3 separate regions of the Mus musculus genome follow, and regions 1 and 3 are each linked to region 2. Evidence: chromatin contacts called from public Micro-C and promoter capture Hi-C data. All regions are on one chromosome and are shown on one strand. The core of a region is the stretch at or near the end of the contact, and the rest is flanking DNA. Distances in the headings are between cores, read along the strand shown.

Region 1 (3,457 bases), core at 835-3,334, 420 kb after region 2:
ACCTCTAACCATACCCTTCCCTCTGGCAAACAACTGCCTTTGGGATGGATCTGTGTGAATGGTGTTATGTGGGATAGGCCATATTACATCCATTTTTCCAGGAAAGCTTTACAATTGATCAGCAGAATTAAGAGACTTCCCTCCAAGTTGCATCTATGGGACCCTGTAATAGTTGCATCCACAGCAGCTTTCTTATTACCAATCACAGGAATGATTCCTGGAATACAGAGAGTGGCCTGTATAATTACTATAGTATATAATTAGTAGTAAAACTACTAATATTATAGCAAAAATATTATCAGAAATTAACCCAGAGATGGTTGAATTTAGAGTCACAGTTTTACAAAATAAAGCTACTATAGATAATTTGTTGCTGGAGCATTATTTTGGTTGTCAACAATTTCCTGACATGTTTCTTTATTGTGTTAGATTTCTCTCACATTACAGAAGGTCAAATTCATGATTTGCATAAAGAGATAAAATCTCTCAAGTGACCTCTGAATACCCATCATGTTAAGATGGCTTTGCCCTTTCCTTGATTCTCTGTTAGCTATTATTATAATTATTTTATCCTTGCCTGTGTTAGTTAGTTATACCAGCCATGAAGGTAATGCATTCAACCTTGGACTCTATTACAACCATAATTTTTCTTTAAAAAGTAAAAACGAGGGAGATATAGGCGGCCCAGAGGTCCTTGTGCTCACAGATAAGCACCTGGGGAGTCTGGAGTGCTAAACACAGGATTGATCCTTCGAAAGAAGGAAGTCATAACCCGTTAGCTGCCCAGAAGGCTGGCAGCAGACACGGTCAATAGCCTAATGACCTTTGTACTGTCTGTGAGTCTGAGACCCCACAGGACCCTCCCCCAGACCCTTATCATAAGCTTGTTTTTCTCAATCCATAGAGCCTATTTTCTTTTTGGAAGGCATCATATGCACTTTACACAGATTTCCATTGCAGGCACATTTATTTATGTGTAGGGCATTCATATGCCTAAAATAAACCACTTGGGGGTAAAACGCCCAAAGTTTGAACCAATATCGGCTGCTTAATTGTGTTGAACCAAACTACCTTCTCGGCTCCTATGGACCATACTCTGCAGGCTATGGCGGTCTCAGAGACCCCCTGCACGAAGACTGGGAAGAAAGAAGTGTGCACATGGGAAGAGGTCAAGTCCACCCATCAGAGGCAGGAATTTTGAGTAGGATCTTGGAAAGAGTGCCGATTGGTAGGAAAGAGACCTATAGAATGCCATGCGCATGGGCGGAGCGTGTGACACAGCTTTGCCTTCCGGCTCCGTGGAGAGATTAGGAGGATCTCCACATGGAGAATGCAGAGAGAGGACTGTGGGAAAGCAAGAGCAAGGGGTGAAGGTTAAGTGACTGGAGAGTCTTGAAGAGGAAGGACACACTTTATAGAACAAACTCAAGAGAAGGGTAGATTCGCCACCTCTAGCAGCCTCTCTTCTGTTCGCATTCAGCTTCATGTAGAGTGCAGCTTCACTGCAGAAATGCTTATACCCCACTGTTTCCGCGCTGTATATGAACGCTGTTCTAAGTCTGCTTGTGACAGTGTTCCCAGGAGGTTTCCGCCGGGTGTTTCCCTGCAGAGAGGGATATGATGGGTTAAGTCAGAGCTGGGCACAAGCACTTCCCAACTTCTAATGGAGACTGCAGTCTGTCTCAGTGTTACTGGGAAGCTAGAGGGGCTGGCCTTGGACCACCATCCAGCCTCCCTGGATATCCAGCTTGATCTATCCAGAAATCCTGGATGGCCAGCTTGGGCATTCTTTTTCTCTTCTTAGCCACCTGCAGATGCAGCCTGTTCTAACGAAGTTCCCAGGCACCTTTGGCCTCTTTTTAAGACACTGGAGGGTCATTTTCTATGGGAACTTAGCTTGAGATTTTTTTCCACGAGGACGGGATATGACGGAGACTTCCTCGTTTTGTTCTATCTATCTTGGTTTTTATAACAAAGGGCAGAACCAATAGTTTATGTCCTAAGGTGAAAGGTGGGCGAGTAATTTTGTCACCAGTGAGCTGCATCCTCTTCCTGAACCCAGCTGCCAGCCCACATCCAAAGCAGCTTAGCATCAGGGACTAACATTTCACAATCACCCCCTTTAGAGGGAGGTGAGATTGCCAGCATCCCTCTACCGCTTGGATCTTCTTCTGTTACCTGAAAGGTACGTGGCTCCTTTGCAACACTTGTATGAACCTTCTAGAAACAGAAAGCAGAAAAAGATAGAAAGCACCCTAGGGGAAGCACAGCATAGGTGGAATCACATATGCTCTCATCACCCAGTTCTGGTGGTTTGGTTGCTGGGGTGCGTGGGATGTTTTGGTTGTCTTAGGGGAGATGCCCATTCAGGCTGGCTCCTCTGAGGAGGCAAAGTTCCGATGCATCCTTTTCCCCTGCAGATGAAAAGGGTTCATTCTTTTGGTCCTCCCTTCTTAAAGTGACTCAGCTCTTTATGAGGATGGAAATCCTCTTATAGACCAAGTAAAATCACACTGATGCAAGCTAGTGGGCAGTAGAGGGCACTGGAGTGGGAAAGGATTAGGAAGTGCGCAGGTCTCATTTGCCCTTTGGAACTTATGGGGATAAACTGCAAGATGAAATGTACCGATTGTGGTTTGCAAAACAACAGTGCAGAACAGCAGACGTGAGAGGTGGGCTTCAGTACTACAGTGTGCACGAGCTCTGTGTCCTTCATAGCTTCAGAAAGTAGCATCCCAAGGGATCACCGGGACAACTTAGCTAGGTCTGAGGCCTCTTCACCGAGGTCTCCATCTTCCACCACCACCACACCCCAATTCAGCGTGTCTAGCTTTCTCCTTTCTCCAGCCAAACTTCTCCACCTGGATCAGACTCTGGAGCCCGTGGCAACCTTGGCACACGTGGTGAAAACTAGAAAGTGTTTCTCCTTGGGGGAAGCTGTGGGAAGGATCAAAGCCTTTAACTGAAGGGAAGGTGGAGAGGAGCCTTGAGGTGGGGAGTAGTGTGGTGAATGGCACACAAAGTCACTTTAGGAAACTCTCTTCTTGTCCCTTCAGGAAATTTCCAGGCTTCCAATTACAGGCTATCCAGCAGATACCCCTGAATATTGAACAGATACTGAAGTCCCATGACTCCTGTCTAAAAGGCTGATGACAAAGTCTTGGGGACACTTTGGTTTAAGCTTTCATTCTTTTTCTTTGGCAGTAAAATTTAAATTCATCATTTGTGACCTAGTTTCTTCTTTAGTGCGGGTGGGTATGGCACTGCTTGAGGCTGGGTGCCTCATAACAGCATGATGGTTTGTAGTTATTGATGCAAATGAAATCAGAAGCCAGACCTGACACAGCACAGCTGGGGAGAGGCTGGGAGAGAAAAACAGATGCTGTAAACAACAGCTGAGGAAGAAATCTCCCTCTGCCACCTCTAGCTGTGTGTGAAGGTGTCCCACATGCCTCAG
Region 2 (2,951 bases), core at 321-2,820:
AGATACCTTTCTTGGCTGAATGTGGGAGGTCTCCTGGGCCCAGGGAAGTCTCATTCCTCATCCATCTTGCCCAGCTAGAGCCCTGTTTACTTCTTCCACACATTCACTCCCTTAACAAACATATCCTGAACACTGGCGAGAAGCGTTATCCAGGGTTGGGGCAGTGGAGCAAGAAACAGCCAAAGGGCCAGTCATCCTTCAGTGTCTACACAGATTCAATCACATCTCGCTCAGCTTCGCTGTCTGACCGTACAGGGTGCTACAGGGTGCGAGCTGAGAGCGAGGCTCCAATATCAAAACTTGCATTAATTAGTTCCCTTCCTGCCGGCTCCTGAGGAATTGGGAGGTTACACGTTCCCCACTTATGTAAAAAAGGGTTCATACTCTTGTGGGAATAAAAGATGAAACATTCAAAGTCAATTTCTACGGCATACAGACATACAGGTTTCTCTCTCCGAGGTCTTTCTGCACGTCTCCGTCAAGCATCAGGGGCTCTGTGATGACCCAGTCACCTTGGGTTTCCAGGGACAGCGGCTCCTGAGCGGATGCCGGGCTCATCCCCCGCCTAATCCCCAGTGCTTCCTTCCTGGCCCCTCCACACAGCTCCTCTGCTTCCAGAGACTCTTCAGCACCGCAGAGCCAAGCTCTCAACACAAACTTGAACCTTCCGTTCCCTGTTCCCAAGGCTCTCCTTGCAGCCTCTGCTTTATGATTCAAATCTTCTATCCTTTCTAATCCAGAGATCCCCTCAAATCCCTGGACGCCCTGGCCCTTCACCTCGACGTGGATCGGTCTGGAACTAGGGACTCAAGATTCGGCTTAGGTTTCAACTTGAATCTAGGATCATTTGCAAGGTTCCTACAGTGGGGTGCGGGGTGGAGTGTCCCAAGTCCTCAGTCCTAGCCCAGGAGAAGGTAGACGCCCGTCCGGAGCGCCCTCTGGGGGACCTCGGGTTACCGATCTTCAGTGCAGACGCAAGGCGTCGGGAAGTGCGCACCCAAGTGCGGGGTCGGGTGTGGATCAATGGGGAAATGATTCACGCTGGAGGATCGGGACCCAGAGGCAGTGAGCCCTGGACTTCCTGGGGACTGAGTAAGAACCCGAAGGATCCAGGGTAAGGATGCATTTCACTACGGACCGGACCGTAGACTTAAGACTGGGACCTGGTCATAGCTCCGCCACCCTGTTCGTGACCCGGCTGCAGTCCTCACCCATTCTTTCCTGCTCCCCGCGGTCCCGGTCCCTAGCCCCCGGCTCCCATGACTTCCCTGGTTCCAGCGGGCGTCCTCATACCTAGGTTCCCAAACTGCCCCGTCCCTCCGCCCGCCCCGTCGGTGCGGTCTCACCACAGGCCCCTGGTGCGCAGCGGGCTCCGGGTGGTTAAGCGGGAGCGGAGGTTGGGCTGTGGCCCGGGCGCTCACCTTGGAGGAGTCCGAGGCAGAGCCACAGGCGCAGGTTCAGCGCAGCGCCCGGCTGCATCTCCGGCCCCTGGGCGCGGGTGGGACCTGCGCGGCCGCAGCTCTAGGCTGGGAGTGAGAGCGCGCGCCGAGGCGCCGGCGGGGCGCGGACCGGTCAGCGGCCCGGGGGCGGAGCCGAGGCGGCCCGGGGCGGAGCTCCGGGGGAGGAGGGTCACCGTAGCCTCAGCCCGCCCCTCGCCCCTCTCTGTCCCTTCCAGCTTGCCCCAGGAGAATCCAGCCTGGGTAGGGAGAGCGCCCACTTTGCGTACGTTAAAGGCTCCCAGTTCCAAAGCAGCCATCAACAAGCACAAACTCCAGGGCCACTGCGGGTGGGCGAGGAGTGCAGGTGACTGCACTGTCCCCCGTGCGCGTTGTGGCGCCGGAGAATGAACAAAACCGCATAGTATCGTTTTCTGCATTTCCCTTCCATCCATAAGCAGAGCGGCAACGAATATAACGTTAAAACGGCTGTACATTAAATCTTAGCAAGCGCCCTGCAGAAGCCAGATCTCTCTATAGTGTGAAAGACAGGCTTTCGCTTTAGCTTCCCCACCAAATACTTTTGCTCTGAGCTCATTCTAAGTCTTTTTTATCAGGTGACACTTCACTTTCTGTTTTGGCAAACGCTCTCGCACAGACTTCCTTTTTCTTTGTGGTTCCTTTGCTAGAATTTTCCTATTTCAAAATATATCCCAAATGACAATGACGATTTCAACCTTTTTCTGCTCTTATGTACTGCGTTCCCACTGTTCCCACGATCCCCACCTACCAGCCCGGACTCATCCTTGCCAAAAGTCAAGGCCAGACTGTTGTTGATGATGACCTTTTAAATAGTCGCCAACTCTCTCAACCACAGAACAGGAATGAAACTCCTAGGTATGCGTGTCTTTAACATCTGTAGACAGCGCTAACTAGTTTTTCATTTTAGCTTGTACTGAAATCACATTATGGTGTTGTTAATTGGCTTTTCCCTAACTGCCACTGAGGCTAAGAATATTTATTTACTTATTTATTTATCTATTTATTTATATTTATCTTTAATTCACTTTGCATCCCTATAACAGTCCCCCTCCCCTCTTCCCAGTCCCATCTTCCAAATCCCTCCTCCCATTGTCTTCTCCCCTTCTTCTCAGAGAAGGGGGATTCCACCCCGCCCCCCATCTTGGCTACCACCCACCCTGGAACATCTAGTTCCAGCAGGACTAGGCACATTCTCTTCCACTGAGGCCCAACCAGGCAGTCCAGGTAGGGTGAAGGGGAATCCAACGGCAGGAAACAGAGACTTGAGACAGACCCTGTTCTACTTGTTAGGGGACCCACATGAAGACCAAGCCGCACATTTGCTACAGATGTGTAGGGGGAGCTCCTACATGCTCCCTAGTTGGTGGCCCAGGCTCTATGCGCTTCCATGTTCCTTGACTCTATGGGTCTTCTTGTGGCGTCCTTGACCCCTCTGACTTGCTCATTTCTATCTTCAGACTCTTCCATAAGACT
Region 3 (3,063 bases), core at 354-2,853, 290 kb before region 2:
AGGCCTTTACGTGGCTATGCCGCCAGGGGTGGATGGGCACAGCCCTCTCAAATATCTCCACACCTCTGATCTCTTAGGCCTGTCTGCGTTCTCTTTGCCTGGCCACTCTAACCCTGCTTCATCTCTGCCTCCTGCACAGCTCTTCAACTGCCATTAAACCTTTCCTTCTACAAGTCAAACTCCAAACCTCCGAGGACTACTGCGCCCAGACGAACATCCAAGCCTAAGTTCTGCTGACGTATCCGGTTCAAAGCCCTTACCACGCATCGTCCGTATGTTGCACCTGTTCAACCCTTTTCCACCGGCTCCAGGCTCCAACTTTGACTTACAGCACAGAGGTCTCTAGCCAGGGACAGGTACCTTCTCTGGCCAGGCCCAGGCTCTGTCCCAATACCTGCGTCTCTCCAGCCCATTACCCCATTTTATTGTCCTCATAGAGATGATCTTCTAAAACGACTTCAGATTTTCCCTTGCCCTCACACCAGTGTGGGAACAGTGTTCAGGATAGGAAGCTGGCTGCACACAGTAGGTTTTCAGTGAACACAGCATTCTTACGGCACCTGACAAAGTGGCTGAAGTACTGGGGTAGGAGCTGGAACCTCACCTTTGTCACTTCTTGGGAGCAAGTCCTCTCATCCCTCTGAGTCTGTTTACTTGACTGTGAAGTGGAAACAGCCCTGCGCATCAGGTGGGTCTTCCCAGGACCCTTCTTGGCCTCTCTTACCTGCCCTACAGCCACAGGAGGGGGTCAGTTGGAGTGCAAGGGACCCCACCACCTTACCATCTAAGCTGCTGGGCAGACAGCGGCGTTCAGAGCACCCACTTCTCTCCAGGGCTTCTCTGTCTTCATCCTTGAGCCTGCTTCCTGCCACTGCCTGAGGGACACACATGGAGTCCCAGCAGATGCCATGACCCTACAGATCCTCATGGGCACACTGGTCCTCTGGTTTCCAAAAGGCCAAGGTTCGTGTCACCCTTCCCATACAGATCGCAGGTCAACTTCGCTGTGCCCGTTTCAGAGCCAGGGAAACTGAGACTCATGTGGGAGGGGACTCTGGGCCCAGGATGGCTTTTTTCTGCCACTAGCTGGTATAGGGAGGTGGTCTCCTTCCAGCGGCTGGGGGCGTGCCCTTTGCTGAGTCCCCTGGCCTCCAGCCACTGCATGGTACCTCCACTCCGGGACCCTGCGCTCGCCCTGCGCCTTAGGGAGGTGTGTGTGTATGGGCGGATTGGGGCTCCCGCGCCATTCGGCCCAGTGTCATCCACCTCTCCGCCACGCGCGCCGCGGCTCCGGCCACGCGCACTGTCACCCGCGCGCACCTTGCCCCGGGTCAGCCCCGCGCGTGCCCGCCCGCGGCCCGATCCGCCGTCCCCGCCCACGTCGCTGCCGCGCCCCACGGGCGGACCTCGCCGCGCCCCGCACGCCCTTGTCCGCAGCGCAGGTGTGTCTCCTGACCGCGCGTTACTCACCGGCTCCCGGCGCTCCGGCAGCCCGGGCCCGGCCCATCGGCAGCGCCCGCCGCGCCCGCTGCAGCCGCTGCACCGTGGACCGGGCGCTGCCTGCTCGCCCGCTCGCAGCCCGCCGCGATCCCGCACGCAGCCCGCCCGTGCGCCTGGCCCGGCCTGAGCAGCGCGGAGCCCCCTCGCGGCCGCACAGGGAAGCGCGGGTGGAGCCGCCCGAGTCCGCGCAGCGCAACGCAACGCTGCCCGCTGCCCTCCCTGTCCACTCCGCATGCCGTCGCCTTGTCCAAGCCTCTCCTCTGCTCCCAGCTCCCGGGATCAAGACCCAATGTCCAGGAATGCGCTCGGGACCCTCAATGTGATTCGTTTCCCCTCGCTTGAGGGAAGTCCCGCGTGCTAAAACTGCTCCTGTGGTGCTCTCCCAAGCCTGGTCCCCGAGCCCCCAGCACTTAAACTGCCATCAGGCCATACCTCTTCTCTGGACCAGCCTCTGGAATCCCGAAACCCAGGTCACACTTGCTTCAAGGCTGAGTCCTGGCCTCTCCTACAACGGCCACTGAACTTTGGGTGGTCTGTGTCCTGGAGTCCTATTGGCACAGGCTAAGTGTCAAAAGAATGGCGAAGACTGCACACACCCTCCTCCCTATAGTGAGGGACATAGCTGCGTTTCATGGCTCTGGAGGCACTGCGATGCTAGAAAGATAAAGCAGGGCGGTCATAATTTTAAGTGAAAAGAAGGAGCCAACACAGGACCTGGTGACCTTCTGCCCTGGCTCCATCCAGGCGTGTCTCACTGCAGAGGTCAGGACATCTGTCTTCTGCTTTGGCAGAACCTCCTGATGAATTGTGGCAGGAACCCAACTCAATTCACTCAAGCGGAGTTTATTGGTTATTAAAACATGGGGGGGGGAGAAGCAATGTTGATTCCTAGGGTAGTTAAATCATAGTCTTTGACTCTCCAGTGGGGAGAGTGCTGGGAGCCAAGGTGGAAGGGAGCAGGGCTGGAGTAACCTCCTGAATACTAGGAAGAGGTAGGTCGTGTTCTTGATTGTGGCCCTAGGGACAAATTAGCCCCAGTTCTGCCCAAAGCATTCCCAGCAAGAGGAGATGGTACATCCCCAACTACCTTGGCTCCTAAGAAGCCCCCTGCCTTGGTTTTCTGGATTGCATCTCCCATTCACAGTGGTCTGGACCACAAAAGTTCATCCCACAAGGTTGTCACTGAGAGGGCATAAGAGGGAGAAGCAAGCAGCATGAACCAGTGTAGAGGGGGCAGGCAGAGGAGAGCTGAGAAGCACAGACCCTAGACAGGGTCAGTGAATGGTGCAGATACAAGAAAGGAAAAGCCACAGGGCTTAGTGATACAGGACAGGAGAACTTGAGAGGAGTGGGAGATTCTGGGTTGGTGAGGGGTGAGGGGGAAATTTCCCAGGGGTGGCTGTTGGGTAGGTAGTAGTTGTGAGGTTTGCTGAGGCACCCTTTCCCAGAAGGTGGTGAGACTGTGTGGCCAAAGGAAATCTTGGGAAAGTCCTGAAGACAGCTAGTGAGTGCAGTCTGGAATTGGGTCCTTGGGGTAAAAGAAGGAGACCCTTGGGTTTCAGT

What was found. Promoter capture Hi-C pulls out the DNA fragments that hold promoters and counts their contacts. Hi-C and Micro-C count contacts between places; a contact is called where the count stands out from the background.
Region 1: a Micro-C map of embryonic stem cells shows a contact between it and region 2, with 1.9 times the contacts expected there. The contact joins the promoter of Btnl9 here to the promoter of Flt4 in region 2. A contact is called at or near these places in 2 of 39 promoter capture datasets (embryonic stem cells and hippocampal neurons), 2 of 484 Hi-C or Micro-C datasets (embryonic stem cells and nephron progenitors) and 1 of 9 other capture datasets (embryonic stem cells).
Region 3: a promoter capture Hi-C map of embryonic stem cells shows a contact between it and region 2, with 6 read pairs. The contact joins the promoter of Rasgef1c here to the promoter of Flt4 in region 2. A contact is called at or near these places in 1 of 39 promoter capture datasets (embryonic stem cells), 1 of 115 datasets of contacts at active chromatin or transcription factors (embryonic stem cells) and 1 of 9 other capture datasets (embryonic stem cells).

What each region holds. Positions count from the first base shown.
Region 1 is chr11:49,185,716-49,189,172 of GRCm38.p6, reverse strand. Btnl9 (butyrophilin-like 9) reads left to right here and starts at 2,084. Exons shown (of 10, transcript NM_172793.2): 1 at 2,084-2,185.
Region 2 is chr11:49,608,298-49,611,248 of GRCm38.p6, reverse strand. Flt4 (FMS-like tyrosine kinase 4) reads right to left here and starts at 1,570. Exons shown (of 30, transcript NM_008029.3): 1 at 1,422-1,570. The coding sequence starts at 1,479.
Region 3 is chr11:49,900,375-49,903,437 of GRCm38.p6, reverse strand. It overlaps Rasgef1c (RasGEF domain family, member 1C), which reads right to left and starts at 1,603. Exons shown (of 14, transcript NM_029004.1): 1 at 1,471-1,603.